Regions from separate parts of the Zea mays genome. Here regions 2 and 3 are each linked to region 1. Evidence: chromatin contacts called from public Hi-C data. All regions are on one chromosome and are shown on one strand. The core of a region is the stretch at or near the end of the contact, and the rest is flanking DNA. Distances in the headings are between cores, read along the strand shown.

The links. A called contact is a pair of places that touch in the nucleus more often than the background predicts.
Region 2: a Hi-C map of leaf shows a contact between it and region 1, with 2.9 times the contacts expected there. The contact joins the promoter of LOC103626620 here to the promoter of LOC100381337 in region 1. A contact is called at or near these places in 19 of 25 Hi-C or Micro-C datasets (bundle sheath, ear, endosperm and 5 more) and 1 of 3 datasets of contacts at active chromatin or transcription factors (leaf).
Region 3: a Hi-C map of ear shows a contact between it and region 1, with 2.9 times the contacts expected there. The contact joins the promoter of LOC100384582 here to the promoter of LOC100381337 in region 1. A contact is called at or near these places in 2 of 25 Hi-C or Micro-C datasets (ear and leaf).

What each region holds. Positions count from the first base shown.
Region 1 is chr5:81,920,880-81,924,097 of Zm-B73-REFERENCE-NAM-5.0, reverse strand. It overlaps LOC100381337 (MPK14 - putative MAPK), which reads left to right and starts at 1,608. Exons shown (of 3, transcript NM_001174205.2): 1 at 1,608-1,731.
Region 2 is chr5:82,131,275-82,134,492 of Zm-B73-REFERENCE-NAM-5.0, reverse strand. It overlaps LOC103626620 (sporulation-specific protein 15), which reads right to left and starts at 1,577. Exons shown (of 9, transcript NM_001323078.1): 1 at 1,342-1,577; 2 at 1,054-1,236; 3 at 1-949. The coding sequence starts at 1,416.
Region 3 is chr5:82,070,095-82,073,312 of Zm-B73-REFERENCE-NAM-5.0, reverse strand. It overlaps LOC100384582, which reads left to right and starts at 1,672. Exons shown (of 1, transcript NM_001177088.1): 1 at 1,672-2,948. The coding sequence starts at 1,687. The coding sequence ends at 2,868.

The sequences.
Region 1 (3,218 bases), core at 359-2,858:
TAATCTCAGTCGTCCCCAGCGGAGTCGTCAAAAAGTATGTTGGCGTCGATCAGGACGCCAAATACTAGGGGTGTACTGTCCAACGATTCTCTCTGCGTCAGCGTGGACGGTCCGCATCCTTGGACCGGACGGTTCGCGACCTCGCTGCAGGAGTGACTCCTTCCCTGTGTCGCTCCGGACGGTCCACACCTCGGGGCGGACGGTTCATGATGGCACAAGGTTCTCTTCCTCCTCATAGGAACCTAGATCTCGCCCTCTGGGAGAGAGATCTTAGGGTGCTCCAGGCCGGCAGGCCACCCGGGGTAGGGGTGGGCGTTCGGGTTACCCGAAATTTCCGGGTCGGGTAATTCGGGTTTTTAAAATTTCGGGTTTTGAGAATCGATACCCGAAATTACAACGGGTTTTTCAATACCCGAAAAATCGGGTACCCGGAATTTCGGGTTCGGGTATTCCCGAACTACCCGAACTATTGTGTTGGCTTCATAAAAACACATACACCCTATTAAATTAGTATAAAAATATAGCTTGAATAATGATATACATGGACATATAAAACACAAGCAATCTACAATCACAAGTTATGCACACTTACACATAATTATAGATGTACAAATTAATAATTAAGCATGACATGAGTACATGACACATGAAAGTTCGGGTAATTCGGGTATTTCGGGTACCCGATTGTGATACCCGAAATAATTTCGGGTTTTGCAAGTTGCTACTCGAAATTTCCGAATAAAATTCGAGTTTCGGGTATTTCGGGTTCGGGTTCGGGTATTCCGGGTTCGGGTTTCGGGTTACGGGTTTTTTGCCCAGCCCTAACTCGGGGTATCTCTAGACGACGTAGAGTCGCTTAAGAATTAAGAGATCAAGTCTATGAACAATATCTTGAATAACTGAACTGGATCTTGTCCCCCTGGAGGGGTAAGATCCCAGGGTCGTATTTGGGTCGGCAGACCACCCATCCATGACGGATCTAGACGGCGTAGAGCCAAATAGGAGTGGAGGTGGATATGCAGAAAGCTACAATTAGAGCTACGCTACATCTATTCCTAGGGTAGAAATCATAAAGAAAGGTAAATAAAGTAGATTGACTCGATTGAAATGAGTTCATGGGTTTCGAATCGGTCATATCCCTTTATATTTATAAGGTAAGAGATTTAAACCTATTCATAGACGAGATCCAAGAGATTCCGAATATGTTAGAATAACCAAGTATGAAATAAATACTCTCGTCCATGCTTATCTGGTCGCGAGGGCGCGGACCATTCAGGCTACAGGGTTAGACCGTCCAATCGTAATCAGGTGTTAAATATGATGCTCAACACTGGTCTAATTTATATGTATATATCCTATTAGTTGCAACGTAAATTAAAGTGATACTTGGAAAAGTTTCTTTGAAGCATCTTGGAAACCAAACTTTAGGCCGTGGAAGGCTCGAAGAAAAGAAGCAATGCCGTTGTTGTGTTATGGTGCTGGTCTATGGAGCATGTATGAGTCACGTGGGCTTGGAGCTGCTGGACCGGCCGCTGGGCCTGCTGGTCGGCACGTCACCTACCCGCCTTCGGCCCCTCTCCCCTGCCCCGCCGCGCCCCCTCGCGTCCGTTCCTCCCTTCCTTTCCGTGTCGGTCTCCGGCGCGCCCGACGTAGCGCCCGCATCCGACGGCCGTGGGGGCATCGACGGCCGGGCGACGCGACGCGATGTGACCATGACCCGTCAGTCAGCAGGTCAGAATATTCCTCCCCTCTCCCGGTCCTCCCCACCCCCATCCCTCCTCACGGTCACGGCACGGGACTCGCCTCCCCCCCTCCTCTTCCTCCCCTCCCGCCCACGGCTGGAGGTGCTCACAGCGAGCGGAGCGGAGGCGAGGGATTCGGCCGCGCGCATGGCGACGCCTCTCTGACCGAAGCTGCTCCACCCACTCGGCCAGGCGCGCCGTCCTCTCCTCTCCCCTCCCCTTATCCTCTCGTGTGAGTGGAAATCTTCCGCGTTTTCTCCTTCGTTCGCTTTCTGTCTGTATTGTCTGCTATGGTTTGCGCTCCGACGACCGACCGACCGTCCGTTCGTGTCCGGACATGACCGATCTCGCTCCCCGGCAGCTGGAGGCGTCATCTCGTGCCCTCGATCTGGGTCGCCCGGGCTCTGGTCTCGAGCTCGGAATTGGCGCCTGCACGCGCAGCTGACTGTGATTTGGCACCGACCTATCTATCCCGCCACTCTGCAAGCGGATTCGTGGTGGGGGGATTCTGTCTTCCCCAACGCGGCCATGATCAGGGAATGTGATGGGATGGTCCGTCGGTATCCGTGATCGATCTGCTGGTTTAGTTGCTCGTGTTCTATTCGTCTCGGTGGTTCCGGATTGCCTCCAGGAGCTACATATGGGTTAAGGTTGCTTGCTTGGGATTAGGAGGAACCTAGCTTGTGATTGTAGCGCGGAGGACATTCTACAGCATTGCACGGGTGGTGGCGTGGTGCGTCCAGTGATTAACGGTAGCAACCGACTAACGATACGACCGAAATGGTTGGGTGGTGAGAAGCTACTGCATGGAGGAGACACGGAGCTGCCGAGCTGGGTTGACCTAGCATTGGATATTTGCTTGCTTGTCGAAACAATGCTGTCGTTCAGCAAGCTTGCTGTTTATTTGCATTTGGTACTTGCTGCTAAGTCTGGCCTGTGCATCCTCCCAACCCAAAGATTGAATTCCATGGGTCTGCCATGCTCCTTTTCTCTCTCAACTGAATCGATGCAGATTTTGGTTTAGGTCCTAAATTTCCTTACTAGACTAGAATTTAATATTAGTGTTCATCCGGAATGAAAAAATGAGGATTGAAGACACATTATTTGGCGTGCTCTTGTGGTTGATGTGCTCTCAATCGAGAAGCTTCAGTTCAGAGCATGTCAGTTCACCACATTGTAGTATAGTTGGTGACATGTAGTTTGTGGACTCTGTGTTGTAATATAAGTTAATTGCCTACCTCTTCCTATTAGTTTAAGCTTTTGGGTTGAATTGGTTGTTGCATGCAACTTAATATGATACATGAACCAAATGTTACGAGTTCGAACCCTGGTTAGCACAATTAAAATTAAATAATTGTTGCTTGCTCCTATTCTACATCTGAGACTAATAGAGGCTCGGCGTGAGGGAGAGTATTGTAATATAAGTGAATTGCTGATAGCGCAATTAAAATAAAATATTCGTTGCTCGCTTCTATT
Region 2 (3,218 bases), core at 328-2,827, 210 kb before region 1:
GTTGTGTAAAATCTGAATAAAGGCCAGCAGCCTCATCTAGCTGCAACTGGAGAAAATCCCTTGACAGAGTTGCAGAGAACATATGATTTTGTATATCCTCGAAGTGAAGTGGCATAATGCCTTGCAATACCGCACTTCTAGATAAAGCTGGATCCCCCTTCTGCTCACAAAGTGGCATATCCGCTGATGCTGTTGGCTTGGCCTGAACACTCAAATCATCTATAGTGACAGCTTCATCACTTACATGCACCATGCTTGGATCTTCTAGGAGAGCCTCTTTGTCTACTCCATCGGTTTCATACCCAGTGTCTCTTTCGTACTCAGTACCTCTTGCAGTACTCTCAGGAATCACAATTGAAGCTGCAACAGTTGACTCTTCAAGTGCAGTCTCGGCATCTATTTCAGCAGAAGCTGTGGGCTCGATGTCATGCTGTATGTCTCCATCTAATGGCCTCCCAGAAACATCCATCACCATTTCCTGAGCCCCTTCACCGTGGATATTATCGGCTTCAATGCCTTGAGAATGAATTGGCAACTCGGTGAATTCTTCGAAACTGGAACTTGTTGGCCTTTCAACAGCATCCATTTCCACCTGCTGGTGTTCCCCTAGTTGATTGCAATCACCATCTGCTCCATTACCTTCAGAAGAAGCATTCAGCTCCATGCTATCCACATCACCCAGCTGAGCTCGTCCTACATTATCATCACCAATGCTGTCTCCACTGGTAGCCTGAAGTGATAGATCCCTGCCACCAGCTGTCTGGCTTTCAGGATGCTCCGAAATCCCCTGCTCACTAGGACCGACATGATGTGCATCGGAGACATCATCCGTCTCCTGCTCTTGCACCGTCTCCTGTTCTTGCACCGCATTGGAACTCTCCACAGAGCTGGACTCCGCGGTACCAGGCCCCTCACCGTTGCACTGCTCCGCCTGAGACCTCTCCGCTTCCTGCATTGACAGACATGCATTACACACCCAGCAACAACAACAGCTAGGAGCAGGAGCAGCCCACTCAAAACCCACGCCATCACACTGAAGCGCTCGAACCTCACCTCAAATGGAGTGCTCCCGCCGCCGCCCTCCCCGGCGAGGAGCTTCAACCCAACAGGCGATTTCGGCTCGGGCACAGACTCCTCCGCCGCCTTGGGCGCCCCCTCCCCGGCCTCCGCGTCAGCATCGGCGTCGGCCTTATTGCCGGGACCCCGCTTCCCCTTCTTCTTCCGGAACTGCTGCAGCTGCACGCGAGGTAAACCGTAAACGTAACGTAACGCTCGATCAAAATCCCCCCGAAAAAAAGACACAAAAGAGAACATGGAGCACAAATTCGCGGGAGTCGGTACCTTCTTCCGCCCTGCAGCGAGGAGATCGGTGCGGTTCTTGTTTCCGCCACCGCCGCCGCCGCCCCTGTGATCCATGCGGAGATCTCCGGTCCAGCCCTCGGGCAGCGGTCACGCGAGGCGGGGAGGCATCAACCAATCCCGCCCGCGGAGACCTACTAGGGCGCGGGCCGGCGGATTGCCCGAATCGTAGCGGGTTCTGGAAGATCTGGGAGGCGGGAGGGAGTCGCGCGCTCGGGTTCGGGGATTTGGGAGGGACGAGGAGGAAGAAGAGGGAGGAATCGACAGGAGAGATTCGGGTTTGGACCGGCGCCCGCGCCCGCGCCGTGTCGGGTTGGTGTGTGGCTGGCTGGCCCGCCTGGCCGGTGTCGGTTCGAGACGGGAGCACGGACGGAACGCGACGGTTTTCGCGCGTCTCCTGTCTCCCTGGCGCAGTTGCGGCCTTGCGGCCCCCCGCTGTGGGCGCGCTTCACAGGTTCTGAGTTCTGACGCTCTGTTCGACTGTTCCTGTTCCAACTAGCTAGACTACGGAACACGCACGCACGCAAATATCTCACTGCTAGCTCCTCTCTGATGGCTCTCTCCGCTCCGGTGCTCCATCCGTCAAAATTATGTTCGGATAAACCAGGACATTTGATCCACTTTATATAAAATATATTATCAATATTTTATATTATTAAAAAACTGGTAAATCAATTGTAGCCATGATATAGTTATTTAAAGTTATGGATATTTATGATGTTCTTATACAACTTTTGTTAAAATCATGATTGAATACAGAATTATATCATGCCCACTCTTCTTTCCCCCCCTCACCTCAACCGTATAGTAGATGGGTTTGGGGGGCCTCGGTTTCCTATGCCTACACCAGTGAATTTCTTTTTCGTAGGTGAAGGTAGTATTTATTCCCTCCGTCTCAAAATAGTATTTATTTTAACTTTTGATTTTTATATTTATATTTAAATAGATGAAGATGATTTTTTACGCATGTGTAAAACACATACATTAATAATTTTAATTTTGAATGGAGAGAGTAATATTTGGGCTTTTCGATGTAGCTAAGCTCTAACTCAGATAATTTTAGTTAGTTGAGTGCAAGTGGGATGTGACTACAACGTTGATTGTTGGTACCAATTCACCCTTCATCTCGCTAATTTATCCGCTCAACTAGTGTTGGGTATCTAGAAACATGGTACCCAAAATAAGGCTTGTAAAACCTTTTTTTAACCGACCAAAGTCTTCCTATCGAGCAGGTCCGCGAGGCAGAACGACCACTCAGGTCCCTGTCGAGCAAGTATGCGAGGCGGGGCAACCGACCAGGTCTCTGCCAAGCAAATCCACGAGGCAGCGCGACTGGACAGGTCCCTGCCGAGCAAGTACGTGGCGGAGCGACGGGCCAGACCCCTGCCAAGAAAGTCCATAAGACAGGGTGGCCACCCAGGTCCCTACTAAGAAAGTCAGCAAGGTGGAAACCCAAATCAGACGTCGCGATGTCCACGCCAACTAGGACAAAACATGACACCACAAGATGAGGTGTGGCTGAGGGCAGCCACGTGAACGACAGGCCGAGGGCACGTCGAGTGATTGCTATCGATATGAGTATATGACCACACCTTCCCAAGTACAGTTCAAGACACGCTCCCACTACCTTGACGGGCTGGACGATCCTGTTCATAAACGACCTCAGCATCAAAGCTTTTATAGTGGCCCGAATATTGGGTTCTACGCGGCAGATACACCATACCGGGTCTACACCCACGCACGCCAACAAGTGACGCAGGGTCGTGACGGTGGGCAGGACCGCACGGCTGATCCATGCCACTGACCGACGGGAGCCCCCATGCACTACCACGAGAGTGTCAGCAGGAGATCAGCTACAG
Region 3 (3,218 bases), core at 423-2,922, 150 kb before region 1:
CAATGTTGAACCCATCAAGGCCCTGATGGATCCACCATCAAGTTTTATTTTTGAAAACATCCCATCCCACTTGAAGCATCATATTTTGTCAAAACAAAACATTTTGTTTTTCTAGGGCAAGACTAAGCATTAGAAAAACCTTCTCATAAAACAGGTGATCAAGGAAAGGTAATCAATCTTCCAAGGAAGGAAATACATCAATTGTTTAGCACACAACTCCTATTACCTAATGCATCAAGCAAGTGAGAAAGATTTTAAAATAGCAAGGAGGTGGCAAATGCACCGGGGCTTGCCTGAATAACATTAGGTTAGTGTTTGTTAGGCGATGTCCACTTGACGATCATCCTTGTCCTAGCACTTGATCAGGCAGGTTCGTCCATCAGCATCACCATGCGGAGTAGCCCGCACTTGGGGTCGACTTGGCTCGTCTTCCGCATCGCGCGATCAGCTAGCGTACCTAATGAAATGCATTATGCATATGAATGCATATCAAGACGGGTATCACAAGATAATATTACAATTAAGTCATCATCATAATCATGACAACCTAATTCTTATGTATATACCAACATAACCAGACATAATATAAATAGAACACGAGCATTCTACAAAATACTAACTTCATCCTATTACCGTATGAACAGAACATTTTACCAATATTTAAGACCACTACTCATCACATAAGTGGAACCTATTTAATTATATTTAACATATACATTTATCAAGGCACTACTCACCTGGCCGACCCATCGACGATCATTATACAATGTGATTAATTCACCATTGCACACAAGCACACATAGAATATCATACCTAGTTTAAAGAGCACACTAAACGACTTATAACTTTAACTTCACAATTCTTGGACACCTAACACTTATAAAATCTTGATAGAAGAACTTTCATTAACTTTCTAAACTAATTCCCAGGTTAACCTGTGTATCACATATATTAATAAAACATCACATTTTTAACACCCACAATCCTGCAAGCACTGAGACCTATTGCGACCTCTTTCTCCACACGACATTGACCAAATCACAGTAGATGACTTGGGCATCCTAATAAATAGTATACCTACAGTTCTCTTCATCGAACTAATAACCGAATTAGCAATCCGACTCACCATAGAATTATCACGATTAATATACCTAGTCAGACCATTCATCAATCCACTAGCACGAATAACAAATTTGCTTACCCTGACTAATTTGACGAGATAGTCGGAAGCACGACGACGGTTTCCGGTTGACGTCTTTGATCACACACGTTTGGCGAGCGATGCACACAATTTCTATTCTTGACCAGATATTCATGGGATTCCTTTTGTTGAGCTGGTGACGCGTGGTCAGTACAAGAGCGTCTTCACAGCTTGGGACTTGGCGTAGACGAGGATGGCGATCGACGATATCGACGTGCCAGCGCGGCGATTTCCATTTGACGACGATGATGGCACAACGAGGTGAACGCGGCAACACACGGCTCAATGGGTAAGGCCTTGTTCGGTTATTCCCAATACACATGGATTGGATGAGATTGAAAAAATTCTTAAGAAGTTTGACTTGTTTGGGATTCAAACCCATCCAATCTCACTCAATCCACGTGGATTGAGAGCTAACCGAACAAGCCCTAAAGATGCACGACGGCTGGCGAGCTGGGCTAGCTCGGATAGGAACAACCGATGGGATGACCATGACAAATAGAAAATCGACGACCGGCGAAACCGATAGCCGAACAGGAATTGAGCTAACAGGAATTGCACAGATCGACGACGCGAGGCCCGATCTGGTGAGCACGACGCAAAGGTGGGCGTCGCTGCCGCTGCTCCGACACGAAGTACTTGCTGCCGAGGCAGACGAGCACAACGGAGGCCGGGGTCTGGGCATCGAGCCAGCGCATCACGCAGTTTGGAAACCACACCACCCACACGAAGCGCTTGCCGCAGAGCACCAGACCGCGCGCCATTCGCGCAGAGCTCCAAAATCGCGCGCCGAACTGGGAGCCAAGGCGAGCGCGGCAAGTGAGCTGAGGGGGCACGTCAGGAAACTCAATGGCGGCGATCTGGGCGAACGCGACACAGGAGACCAGAGTGAGAGGTGCGCTGACGAGGAAGCAGGAAGCCGCGACGAGGGAGCTCGGCGCGCAGACTGGGCGAGCTGGGCGCGCAGAGGAGAAACCGGAGAGCTCGGCTGGGGCTGGTTGAGGGAGAACCGCGGCGCAGAGAGCTCAGCGCGGCGTCGGGGGCGCGTCGGCAGGGAAGCAAGCGCGCGCGAGGCGCGCGTGGCCACTAGAGCTGGAGGGCGCGCGGACGATGAGCAGGAAGTCGCGTCGCCGGAGGAGCAGGGGAGATGGGTGTCGTACAGGGGCAGGTCGAGCGCGCTAGGGAGCTGCCGCGCGGGGAAGAAGCCGGCTGCGCGCGGCAAACAGAGAGCGGGAACCCGGGCGCGCGATATCCGGTGGAGAAGCAGGACGTTGCCGCGGCCATGGAAAGCAGGCGCGGCTGGGCTGGGCGATCCAGGGACGCGCAGGGAGCAGGACGCGCCATGGGAGCACGGAGGGGAAGCCGCTCGGCTGGGAGGAGAGAAGCGAAGCTCGGCCGGCGGCTGCCTGAAGAAAGAGCAGAGGACGCTGGCGTTGAGGGCAGGGCCGAGCTCGGCGGCCATGGCCGAACAGAGAGCAGAGCAGGGGCGCGGACGGCGGAACTCCGGATCGGCGCGGCTGGAAGAAGCTCGGCGAGCAGAGAGGACTGGAGGGAGCTCGGCGGCCATGGCAGGGGCTCGCGGCCGGCAGAGAGCTAGCGCCACGGAGAGAAGAAAAATCCTGGGCACGCGTGCACAGGGAGTTCGGCACGGTGCGGCGGGAGATTGAAGAAAGGGGAGGAACGCCGTGGGGCAGGGCGAGCTCGCCAGAGATGGAGCTCGGTCGCTGCTGAGGAAGAGAGGGAGCAGAGAAGTAGGGGAGGAAGACGGACTGCATCCGGTATGTGCGGTAGGAGATAAAGCAGCCATGAAAAAAAAAATCCTGGGCGGATGAGGATGATTAGAGCAGGGTATAGATGGCCAGCCGGGCCGGGCTAAACGGGCCGGCCCGTGCCGGCACGGCCCGATAGGTAGTGCCGTGCCTGGGCCGAGCATCAGGCACGCTGGGCCGGCACGGGCACGACACGATTAGCCCCTAGACACGATTAGGCACGATTATGCATGATTAGATCCAAGCAC